Linked DNA regions of Zea mays: region 2 is linked to region 1. A link is a contact called in public Hi-C data. All regions are on one chromosome and are shown on one strand. Each heading gives the region's core, a stretch centred on a gene start, on an enhancer-like site or on the middle of the called end of the contact. The rest is flanking DNA. Distances are from core to core; before and after follow the strand shown. Region 1 holds the start of LOC103651208 (probable alpha,alpha-trehalose-phosphate synthase [UDP-forming] 7). Region 2 holds the start of LOC100273124.

Region 1 (6,527 bases), core at 1,772-4,271:
TCTTTTTTCAACTACCTCCCTCAAGGCATCCTTTCATCCTATTTTTCCTCTGTCGACCCACAGCTCGTTTTCCAATTGGAGCACCAACTTCTTTTGCGAAAGGGACTTCTGGCCAAAAGGATTTGTCACCGATAGGTGGAACCACCCTTGAGTATGCTGTGGTGAAATGAGATACAGAGTAGTACTCATCGACAAAATCCTCCATTCTGACATCCCTAAATTCTTGAGCTGTTATCAAGCACAAAGCATGGTTACATGGTTTGCCCGTGTGCTGCCACTCTTTGCAAGAGCATTCCCGCAAATGAGCATTGACAATGTGCTTCGAATGCACATCATTGTTATCCCTTACCTCAGCAATGTAGTTGTCAGCTTTACGAACTGATAAATGACTCAAACCTCTAGTTCTGTCGTGTAGGATATGCAGGACCGAAGGTAAAATCCTTCCTTGCAACCTTTGTGCAATCCTCCTCCGCCTGTGAAACATCACCATAATTTCCTCCCTTATCCTTTCAGCCAAATCACATACAGGCAAATCCTTCCAATCCTTAATCCAATTGTTGAAAACCTCAGCAATGTTGTTAGTCACGTAGTCGCACTTGATGTCCGTATTGAAGCCACTTCTGTACCAAAGGTAGTCATGATGCTCATTTAGCCAACTACTGACCCTAGGAATTTCTTGGATGCTACTAAAATAGTGGTCAAAGACTTCTCTCCTATAAGCTCTAGCTGCTGGATACATGTACTCAGACCCACCAAACAACTTTATGTAGTTTTGTATGAGATGCCTAAAACACTCCCTTTTCTCAGCATGCGGAAAGACATTGTTCATAGCATTTTTAAGACCTTTGCAGGCATCTGAACACAATGCTAACAAAGGTAGATCCCCCACAACCTTGTGCAACTGAAGAAAGAACCATGTCCAGTTTTCAGTATTTTCTGCCTAAAAAAATCCATATGCTACTGGATACATCCAATTGTGCCCATCAACACCTATTGCACAACATAGGTGACCATTCCACCTTCCATTAAGAGCTGTGGAGTCAACACTAAGGTATGGTCGGCACCCACCCTTGAAACCAGAAATGCATGGACCGAGCGCACAAAAAAATCTACTGAAGAAAGGACGCCCCTCATCCATTTTGACATCTAGCTCAATGACACTATCCGGTGACTTTTGCATAACCGCTTCTCTCCAACGCCATAGTAGCTGAAAGCTCTCTTCCCAACTTCCAAATAATTCTTTCAAAGCTTTCTCTTTCCCATGCCAAACTGTGTCATATGCAATAGTACAACCAAAAGTGTCCTGCAATGTAGTTTGCAGCTCCTTAGCACCCATATGAGGTTTCTTCATTAGCAAAGGAAGGGCACGTGCCGCAACCCAAGCTCCTGTAGGTGTCGTCGTCTTACGTCTACCACTCGAAGTACAAGTATGTTTGTCATTCAAGACAATTACCTGCAAAATTGGTTCAAGTGTCAATAGCTATATTCTTTGAGCACGAAAGGTACATATTAAGTGAAAAAGCTATATTCTCAGCTTACTTGAATTGTTGGAGCCCCTTTTATCTCAAGTCTGGCATGAATGCTCCAAGGGCAATCAGGCCCTTTACAATACCCTCTAAATCTAGTTTTATTGGTTGCCTCAATTCCAAGCTCAAATTCTTTATTTATGGCGTATTGTCTAATTGCCAGTCTGAAGTGGTGCATTGTTGCATACAAGCTGCCAGGCTGCATTACTGGATTGTTCATATCATATATGGTCCTCGTCTCATCAAGCACCGCATCAGAACACGGAATGCCTGCTCCCAATTCTTCTTCACATGGATTGCTATTTCCAAAACGGGAAGCACTTGAATCTTCTTCCCTTCTATCATCTTGAGTATCCAGTCCAAGCTGATAATATAGACCTTTTTCACTAGTAACATGATTTCTTCCTTCTTCGTTGTTGGTTTCTTCCACCATTATTGAATCCCAATCAATATCATGAATTCCATGGCCACTCCCCTATTAACCAATAACAGTTGTAATACATTACATAACTACTAAATTGCATACAATAAATTCAAACTACTAACCACTGTAGGCTGTGTGCTAATACAAGTCAATGCCCACTGGTGTTCTTCGACAGTGCATGCAATCGTTTCGTCCATTGGGGGTACTGCCTCATCGTTGGGAGTATTATTCATACTTAATACACTGCACATACAATATATGCTCAATGGGACATGAACCGCGAAATGGAAGTGCCAGTTCCAAATTACATCGAAAATGTACTACGCTAAATAGTCGCTGGACGACACTAACTGGAAAGGATCGACGCAAAGGAAATAATTACCAGAGACGACGGCGTTGGGGGACTGGATCCGCGCAATGGAGTGGCTCTACGCGCAATGGACCACGAGCGCAGGAACAGCAGAGGCAGGGAAGCGTGAGATCCGGTACGCGTGGGAACGAATGCACCCAGTGCGCGGGCAAGAATGCGCTCGAGGAAGACGACAGACTGCACCCAGTGCGCGCGGGGACGACCAGACCAGCTCGAGGTAGACGACAGCCTGCACCCAGTGCGCGCCGGGACGAACAGACGAGCTCAGCTCGAGGAAGACGACGGCCAGGGCGAGAGGAGAGGAGAATGGAATACGGGAGACTCACGGGAGACGGTACAACAACAAGACGCCGGCAAATTCCTAACGGAGCGAGGGCAGCACGGGAACGAGAGACTTCCTAATGACCATTAACCGACCGCAACGCCAAATTTGCAAAACTCAGGAGATTTGAATGTCACGCTTACAATTACCACGACGGCGGTGCCAAATATTTGAAGCCCTCCCACGGCGGTGTCATGTTTGCAAAATTCTCCCCCACCCTTCCCGGCCACACCACCTCTCTCTCTCGAGCCGCCGCCACCAGATCAAATCAAAGCGGGCCGGCTCACCTCTCGCGGCGAAGCTTTTCTCTCCGCTCGGTGTTTCGGCCATGATGTCGCGGTCGTATACCAACCTGCTCGACCTCGCGGAGGGCAACTTCGCGGCGCTGGGCCCGGTCGGCGGCAGCGGGCGGCAGAGGCATGGGTCGTTCGGGCTGCGGCGGATGTCGCGGGTGATGACGGTGCCGGGGACGCTGACGGAGCTCGACGGCGAGGACGAGTCGGAGCCGGCCGCGACCAGCAGCGTCGCCTCCGACGTGCCCTCGTCCGTGGCGGCGGACCGCCTCATAGTGGTCTCGAATCAGTTGCCCATCGTCGCGCGCCGCAGGCCCGACGGCCGAGGGTGGTCCTTCTCGTGGGACGATGACTCGCTCCTGCTCCAGCTCCGCGACGGCATTCCCGACGAGATGGAGGTGCTCTTCGTCGGATCACTCCGCGCCGACGTCCCCGCAGCCGAGCAGGACGCGGTATCGCAGGCGCTGCTCGACCGATTCCGCTGCGCGCCGGTGTTCCTCCCTGACCACCTCAACGACCGGTTCTACCACGGCTTCTGCAAGCGCCAGCTCTGGCCTCTGTTCCACTACATGCTCCCCTTCTCATCGCCCGCTTCCGCGTCTGCCGCCGCTACCTCTTCCTCCGTCGCCACTTCGTCACCCGGCAACGGTTGCTTCGACCGCAGCGCTTGGGAGGCATACGTGCTCGCCAACAAGTTCTTCTTTGAGAAGGTCGTGGAGGTAATCAACCCAGAGGATGACTACGTCTGGGTTCATGACTACCATCTCCTGGCGCTGCCTACCTTTCTCCGCCGCCGCTTCAACCGCCTCCGCATCGGATTCTTCCTCCACAGCCCCTTCCCCTCGTCCGAGATCTACCGCACCCTCCCTGTTCGCGACGAGATACTGAAGGCGCTGCTCAATTGTGACCTCATTGGGTTCCACACTTTTGATTACGCCAGGCACTTCCTCTCGTGCTGCAGTAGGATGCTGGGAATTGAATACCAGTCAAAGCGTGGGTACATTGGATTGGATTACTTTGGCCGCACTGTAGGGATCAAGATCATGCCGGTGGGAGTTCATATGGGTCAGTTGGAGTCGGGTCTGCGCTTGCCTGATAGGGAGTGGAGGCTTTCTGAGCTTCAACAGCAGTTTCAGGGCAAAACTGTCTTGCTTGGTGTGGATGATATGGATATCTTTAAGGGGATCAATTTGAAGCTTCTTGCATTTGAGAACATGTTGAGGACACATCCCAAGTGGCAGGGGAGAGCAGTGTTAGTGCAGATTGCTAACCCAGCCCGTGGAAGGGGTAAGGATCTGGAAGCCATCCAGGCTGAGATTGAGCAGAGCTGCCAGAGGATCAATGTAGACTTTGGCCAGTCAGGGTATAGCCCTGTTGTTTTCATCAATCGTGATGTGTCAAGTGTCGAGAAGGTTGCCTATTATACGATAGCGGAATGCGTGGTTGTGACTGCTGTGAGGGATGGGATGAACTTAACACCATATGAGTACATTGTCTGTAGGCAGGGTGCACCAGGATCTGAGTCAGTATCAGAGGTGAGTGGGCCAAAGAAGAGCATGCTGGTTGTGTCAGAGTTTATTGGCTGCTCGCCGTCACTGAGTGGTGCTATTAGGGTTAACCCATGGAATATAGAGGCAACAGCAGAGGCGATGAATGAGGCCATTTCAATGCCAGAACAGGAAAAACAGTTGAGGCATGAGAAACATTACCGTTATGTCAGCAGCCATGATGTTGCTTATTGGTCAAAGAGCTTCATCCTAGACTTGGAAAGGGCTTGTAGGGACCACTTTAAGAGGACTTGTTGGGGCATAGGGTTGGGTTTTGGTTTCAGGGTGGTGGCCTTGGACCCTCATTTCAGAAAGCTTAACATGGATTCAATTGTTAATGCTTATGAGATTTCAGAGAGCAGGGCTATATTGCTTGATTATGATGGAACACTGGTTCCTCAAACTTCCATCAACAAGGAACCTAGTCCAGAGGTTTTGAACATCATCAATACCCTTTGCTCAGATAGTAGAAACATCGTTTTTCTTGTCAGTGGTAGAGACAAAGATACGTTAGGAAAGTGGTTCTCCTCATGTCCAAAATTGGGGATTGCAGCTGAACATGGTTACATCTTGAGGTATGGTTTCCCATTTCTGCACAAGTGTATTTTTTTTTGGGTGAAGTGGTGGCATCTGGATACTATTTTTTATATAAATAGCAAGAACAGTACAGCAGTCTTGTTTTTTCATCGCTATTACTAAACCTTGAAACTGTTGGTTTGGTTATTTGTGCAACATCTCAAATTGTATTGATTACATTTTCTGTGAAATTGGGAACTGGGAAGAGGTGCAGTGCATCTGAGAAGAGATTAGAAAAGAAAACCCTTAATTGTGATTTAGCACTAAAATACTGTATGGAGGTTGTTAAGTTGGTTATTAATGTTTCCCATTTTCGGATTGTATGGAGCGTTAACATCATTGTTATTAAAACGTCGTTTAAACGTCTTTTAAACGAGAAAACGTGTTTAAAAGTTGGAACGTCCGAACGTTTTTGGTTTAGGGCGTAGAACGTCCGTTTCGAGCGTTTAAACGTCGTTTAAGCGTCCAAATAGCGTTTTAGGGCGTTTTACACGTTCTGAGAACGTTCTACCCGCCCTGGGCCTTTCTTGGGCCTTTAGCATTTTCTAGGTCACTTTCCTGGGCACTGGCCAGCGCTGGACGCGGCGCCCTCACTCCCTCAGCCAGCTGCCGCTCTGCTCTCCTCTCTCCTCTCCTCATCCACAGCCGGCCGCCGCCCTCCTCTTCTGCGCCGGCTGCCGCTCTGCTCTCCTCTCTCCTCTCCTTAGCCATAGCCAGTCGCCGCTCTCCTCTCCTCAGCTAGCCACTGCTCTCTGCCGGCCCGCCGGCCGTTGACTGCGCCCACAGCAGCCCATGGTCTTCATATTGATGAGTTCGATGATGGTTACTGATCATGCATATAAGTTGGTTGAACTTGTGTTCTTGAACATGATCTGTTTCTTTTTATGCTATTTGGTTTGTGAACTCAACTTATGTATGTTTATTCTATATTTGAATTTCTATGTCAAGTTTGAAAAGACGTTTCAACATTCGTTTAAACGTTTAAATGTTAAAAAGTTGGTCCATAACGTTTTAATGTTTTACCGCTTTAATAACCATGGTTAACATCACTTAATGTTAGAATACCCTTTTAGGGTTTGGGGCTTTCCCCGTGTAATTACCCTCTCACCCCTGTGTAATGGGCCTGGCCCAGTTAACTCAAGTCTATTAACACAACACCCAACCCTAATCCAGGGTTAGGGTTTCCCACATGGTATAGAGCTAGGTCTTTTTTCCTCTCTCCCCTCCAGCAGCCGCGGCCACCCCTTCCCACTGCCGGCCCCGACCAGCCACGTCTCCCTACCGCCGGCCGCCCCTCCTCTCTCCCCTCCCTCCCCTCCGACCGCTGCTGGCCCCAGCCTTCCCCTTGCTCTGCGCTGCCGACCCCCAGCCTCCTGCCTGCCACCGCCAACCTAGAGCCATGACGGCCCCTCCTCCTTCCCCCTCCATTGCCAACACGGCCTTGGCTGCGGGCGTCGCCTCCCTCTCCA
Region 2 (5,978 bases), core at 2,051-4,550, 240 kb before region 1:
GGCTCGGTTCGTTAAGAAACCGAGCTAGAGAATCAGCTCGGCTCGTTTGCGAGCTCGAGCTGGCTCGTTTAGCTCGCGAGCCACAACAAAAAAATAATATACATATATAACAATATAATCAATTACTAGTTAATTCTAGACCAATCTTACACTAGAAAAGAGTAATAATACTCATAATTTCACATACCACGTCAATTCAACACCAAATTAACACAGTTTATCATTTATTAGTTCATCCAACACAAGTGCAGGCTTTGTTTTGCAGACAAATGGTTTGCTCGTTCGAGCTAACGAGCTGGCTCGAGCTCGACTTGAGCTGGCTCATTAACAAAGTCGTGACAAAATTGAAACAAGCCAAGTCGAGCCGAGCTCACCACGAGCCGAGTAAGCTCACGAGCCACGAGTATTTTGTCCAGCCCTAGCGCCTGATGCTATCACACTGATGAAAGGTGTAATAATGCTCGTATCTGTGAGTAAAATGCTAAGATAGAAAGCTTACCGTATTCCTCTTTCTTCAGGAATTCCGGAGGACATAAAAAAAGAGGCAAAAGTTCAGTCACGACAGGGATAAATGGAAATGCAACCATATACGAAGCTAACAGGACTAGGTATCCTGTCCGACCACAGTATTTAAAAAGTACAAAATAAAAAAACTGCCAAAACATTATACAATAACAAACCTGGAGAAGAATCTGAGTCATGGACCAGCGGAAACCAGACATAACAGCAGCAAGCATAATAAATATAAATCCCCACAGATTAAATTCTGTCTCTTTAGCAACTGCAAGGTACGAAGTTAGGCCATGGTCAAAAAGATGGTAAGACAAAAGAAATGAAAGTGGCGTGAAGTTAAGAATTAAGATGCAACAGTAAGCTGATAAGACAACTTTCAGAAAAATGTAAGTGGCATGGAGTTGAGAATTAAGATGCAACAGTAGTCCACATAGTATACTACCAACCCTATAATTTAGTAACACACTAGTTGGAACTTGGAAGGGTGTTGTTTTAACCCTGAATATGTTAATGTAATATGTGTTACCTGTTAGTAGAACTCCAAACGAAACAACCAGCATGATTCCAAGAAGGCTAAAGCTTGGTTTCTCAAGCCTTCCAAACAAGAAGGTAAACTTCAGCTTGTAACAAGAAAAATGATATAAAGCATAGCAGAAGAACATGGAAAGAGAAATGTAGAGACAAGTAACATAAGAAAAAACATAAGTACATTCAATGAAAGCGAGAAGTTGCTAAAACTGAAGACAATAAGGCCCATGCAACTAAAGACCGAGTAGCAAGCAAAGTACCTGAACATAAAAGCAAAGAGAAGAATGAAAATTGGAGAAGCAGATTTACACTGCACAAGAATTTAAAAGGGTGATTAGAAGCCCAAATACTAATTAGTAGAAAGAACAAATATTGATCATTTTAGAAAGAATTATACCATTGTAGCAAATGTCACAGTAATGAAAACAAGTGAAATGTTGCTCAGATTTATATCAAGAGCAGTAGCCAAAGCTGTTGGGACAACTGCACAACCAATACTGGGATTATTATACATACAAACCAGAGTAAATATTGAACTTTCTATTTGTTGCAGCTTAAACAAAATACAAACAAATGGATAAACAGGCAGAAAAATTATGATAATCTTTTACTATTTTTTATTAAATCGAGTGAGATGTGTTTTCTAGATCATAGACCATGATACAAATTTACTGAAATGTAATACCAAAGATGCAAACAAGGGAAGTGCAACCAAACTCTATTTTTGAGCTCATATGGCCCTGTAACAGTTTTTATTCACATTGTGGTGGTAAATGTGAGGGATTGCGCCACCCGCAACCAGGGTTTGATCCCTAAGGGCTTGTTCGGTTACGCCAATCTAAAAGGGAATTGCAGGGGGTTAAATCCTCTTCTAATCATTTTTACTAGGAGGGGATTTAATCCCCTCCAATCTCCTTCTGGATTGGCGTAACCAAACAAGCTCTAAGTGGGAGCATGCGTGAGATTGCCATTTAAAAGAAGTAAGGCCACAAAGGATTGCAGTTTTCCGTCCTTGCTTAATCTAGCATATAGGTTGTTCTGTATACGCAGTTGGCCTCATGGTTTTTCCACACCAAAACACTTGCTTGAAGTTAGCTCGATGCTCATACCTTACCCCCAAAAACTAATTTCGACTACGCTTCCCTGATGCTAGTTATACTTTGTGTGGCAATCCTATCCACATCCACCACTAGTCCATATTAGCCAAAGTTAGTATTGCTGATTATGGAGCACCGAGCTATCCGATTCACATGACACTTCGCACTATATATGGAACTGATACTCACCCCAGTAACCGACTATAGGAGACACCTGAACAATATTGGAAACAGCACATCACCCAGACACCCACCTCGTAAACAGTAATCCTTCCACGACATTTTGTTTGGCCCTCCCTCCAGGCCACGTTGCTGGAACCACACTATGGCCCTGGACGCCACAGCCTGCATCGTGAAATGCACCGTGTTCATCAGGAATGGCGCCGGGAACTTCCACATGTGCTTCCCCAGCATCTCCTTGTTGTACCTGACCATATGTCCACATGAGAGCACGCGCACGGGCACGGAATGAACACGAGCAACAAACACATCCGCACACGAAGGTAGCCGGAAAATCCGCACAACAGTATTAACGAACAATACGTGTTACTTACAGAGTCAAGCATGTGCTCAGCGTGTACCAACACGCTATCAACCCAATGACCTTCGCAAGCAACCTCGGTGAGATCGGCAGATCATCAGATCTCACCGTCGCCCCCGCCTCAATGTCCATAGGTGAGCTCCCGCCGCCCGAGGAGGATGGCAGGAGCGGTAGGTCGAACTCCTCTGAGTCGTCGCTGTCGCTGTCGCTGATCGCCGCAGCAACGGCAGTATTGGAGGCGGCGGCGACAGAGGTGTCCCTGCACCACCGCGAGAACGACGGCTCCCTTCGGATCCCGCCCACTTTCTTCCGCTGCCCACCACCCTCCTCCCGTGACTCTCCCGCCCGCTCATCGAGCTCCACGGCTACCGTCAATGGAACCGCGCCCTCCACCTCATCCGAGGGATGGTGCACGTGGCCGTCCTCGACGACGCAGTCCCCCATGGGACGGGGACGGCTGAAGGTCCTACAGAAGCTCGGATCTGGCGTGCGTCGCTGATCGCATCAGCAGCGCGGGGGCGCGAGGTACGCGTTGAAGTGTCGGCAACAGCGGCGGTTGCCGGCCAACGCGAAGCCGCAGGCGAGGGGTTTTGCGGCAGATTTGGTTAGCTCCGGTTTCTGGTAGCAAGTCAAAATCCAGCACCTCGTCGCGGCGATTTCCGAGCGTGGGCCAACAGAAGAGATAATTTCGTAGTCGATCTCAATCCACGTATCTTGAGATATATTGAGTTTAATTTAAACTAATTTATATCACAATCAACCTCGACACAATCAACCTATATGGATTAGGATAAATATTAGAATAATCAAACAAAACATAAGGTCTAGTTTGGTTACTCTAATATTAATCTCAATCCACATGTGTTTAGCTGGATTGGGGTGAATCCACTTAAACACATGTGGATTGGAGTTACACTCTAATCCACCTAAGATCTTGTTCGGTTATTACAATTCCATATAAATTGGAATGTATTGGAACGGATTGAGCTATATTTTAACTTGCTATGAATTTAAACTGACTCAATATCACCTCATCCATATGGATTAACGGTGAAACGAACAAACCTTAAACACATGTGAATTGAGGTCAATACTAGAGTACCAAACAAAATATAAGGAGTGTTTGGTTTCTAAATACTAATTTTAGTTAGCAATTTAGAAAATAAAATAAAAATTAGTTTGCAGGAACCAAACACCAACTAACTATTTGACATCCTTACAGATAGCAACTCTCCATAACCCACTCTTATAAATGACTTTACATATTTGTAATTATAATCTAAAAGATGCTATAATTTTACCACTTTCATCTATGCACACAGACTTAGGACTCCTTCGACAGCGTGGAAAGGAACGAGAATTTTCCCTTTTCTCTCTCCGAAAAATGACCCCACGCATGCAGCAACAGCCCTCGAAAATGAATTATGCACTAATATTTTAGCGCACGTTGGGAACGTATCCTGTGAGCACAGGCCTTACGTGCGCCGTGAGCACTTTAATTATGAAGCCTTCATCTCTAATCCAACGTTCAGTGCCTCTTTTACATCTAACCCCTCCCACCTTGGCCACTTAGCCCATAATCATTTTACTAATCACCCCTGACGGAACACAACCCACCCGATCGATCTATTCTCTTTCCAGATCGTATTCTTCCCTCAGCGCCGCCATGGACTCCTCTCACGTAGGTGCGGATGGAGTTCAGGTGTCTTCCAATCTCGTGTGCCGGCCGGAAGACACAGATGGAGTCCATGACCAGCAGATCATCACGCCCGTCATCGGCCAAGGGAGCGCTGCAACAGTCATGAAAGGCATGGAGGATATCCACAGCCCTGTTGTGCGCCGTCTTTCTTTTGATTCTTGGTTAGATAAGTCGCGTATTACATCTGGTGTATCATCCTCTCAATGCCATAGTACACCAGAAAAAACACCAAACGTCCCAGCAGTGGTGAGCACCTTCGATCATGCATCTAGCTCGTGTACAACAATTTCACTTGTTTGTGTTTCCAATTTTTTTTATGTCACATTGCAGTGTTCATCATTTATTCATGTCTATGTGGATGGAACAAAGCCTATTTTAGGAAAGAGTTTTGATTCTTTAAAGGATGCAGAAGAGTTCTACAAATCCTATGCACACCATGGAGGCTTTTCAGTGCGTATTGGTCCTCAAAATAAAGCTCTTGATGAGGTTATTAACAAGAGATTTATGTGTTCAAGGGCAGGTTTTAAGAAGGTGAATGAGACAGATGGTCCTGCTATAAAACAAAAGAAACATGCACTGACAAGATGTGGGTGTGATGCAAATATGTATGTGAAGTTGGGTCCGGACAAGAAGTACCATATCACTGCATTGGTTGAGGAGCATAATCATCCACTTTGCTCTCCTGATAAGACCCCTTTCCTCCGATCGAACCGTGTTGTGAGTGAAAGAGCCAAGCATACATTATTTACATGTCACAAAGCAAGCATAGGTACCTCACAGGCATTTAGAATCCTACAAGTCAGTGATGGTGGATTTAATAATATTGGTTGTACAAAGCGGGATCTCCAGAATTACTATCGAGGACTAAGGGAGAAAATAAAGGATGCAGATGCACAATTATTTGTCGCACAACTAGAGAGAAAGAAGGAGGCTAATTATGTTTTTTTATGATTTCATTGTGGACGAGGACGGAAAGTTGCTATTCATATTCTGGGCTGATGCTACGAGCAGGAAAAATTATTCACATTTTGGTGATCTTGTGTCATTTGACTCCACATACATCACAAACCATTATAATATGAAGTTTACACCATTCACTGGTGTCAACCATCATATGCAAAGTGTCTTTTTTGGAGGTGGTTTCTTAATAAATGAGAGGATTGAGTCCTACGAGTGGCTGTTTAAAACATTCCTCACAGCTATGGGAGGAAAAGCCCCACGGCTTATCATAACTGATGAGGACGCAAGCATGAAAGCTGCTATTGCCTCTATATTCCCTGAAACAGTACACAGGTTTTGTATGTGGCATATTTTGGAGAAAGTTCCTGAAAAAGTTGGCCATGCAAAAACAAATGAGGAGAATTTTTGGACTACATTGAATGCTTGTGTGTGGGGTTCAGAAACTGGAGATGAATTTGAGACACGGTGGAATGCTTTCATAATGAAGTACGGTCTAGAGAGGAACGGGTGGATGTCTAATAGGTATGAAATTCGTGAGTCATGGATTCCAGCATATTTTATGAATACACCTCTTGCAGGACTCCTCAGAACAACCTCAAGGTCTGAAAGCGCAAATTCATTTTTCAATCGCTTTATCCAC

Evidence for each region. Hi-C and Micro-C count contacts between places; a contact is called where the count stands out from the background.
Region 2: a contact with region 1 is called in a Hi-C map of ear, with 2.9 times the contacts expected there. The contact joins the promoter of LOC100273124 here to the promoter of LOC103651208 in region 1. A contact is called at or near these places in 2 of 25 Hi-C or Micro-C datasets (ear and tassel).

What each region holds. Positions count from the first base shown.
Region 1 is chr3:203,074,714-203,081,240 of Zm-B73-REFERENCE-NAM-5.0, reverse strand. LOC103651208 (probable alpha,alpha-trehalose-phosphate synthase [UDP-forming] 7) reads left to right here and starts at 3,021. Exons shown (of 3, transcript NM_001301547.1): 1 at 3,021-5,057. The coding sequence starts at 3,085.
Region 2 is chr3:203,318,670-203,324,647 of Zm-B73-REFERENCE-NAM-5.0, reverse strand. It overlaps LOC100273124, which reads right to left and starts at 3,300. Exons shown (of 12, transcript NM_001147571.1): 1 at 2,693-3,300; 2 at 2,393-2,565; 3 at 1,439-1,524; 4 at 1,302-1,351; 5 at 1,040-1,107; 6 at 681-781; 7 at 500-512. The coding sequence starts at 3,123.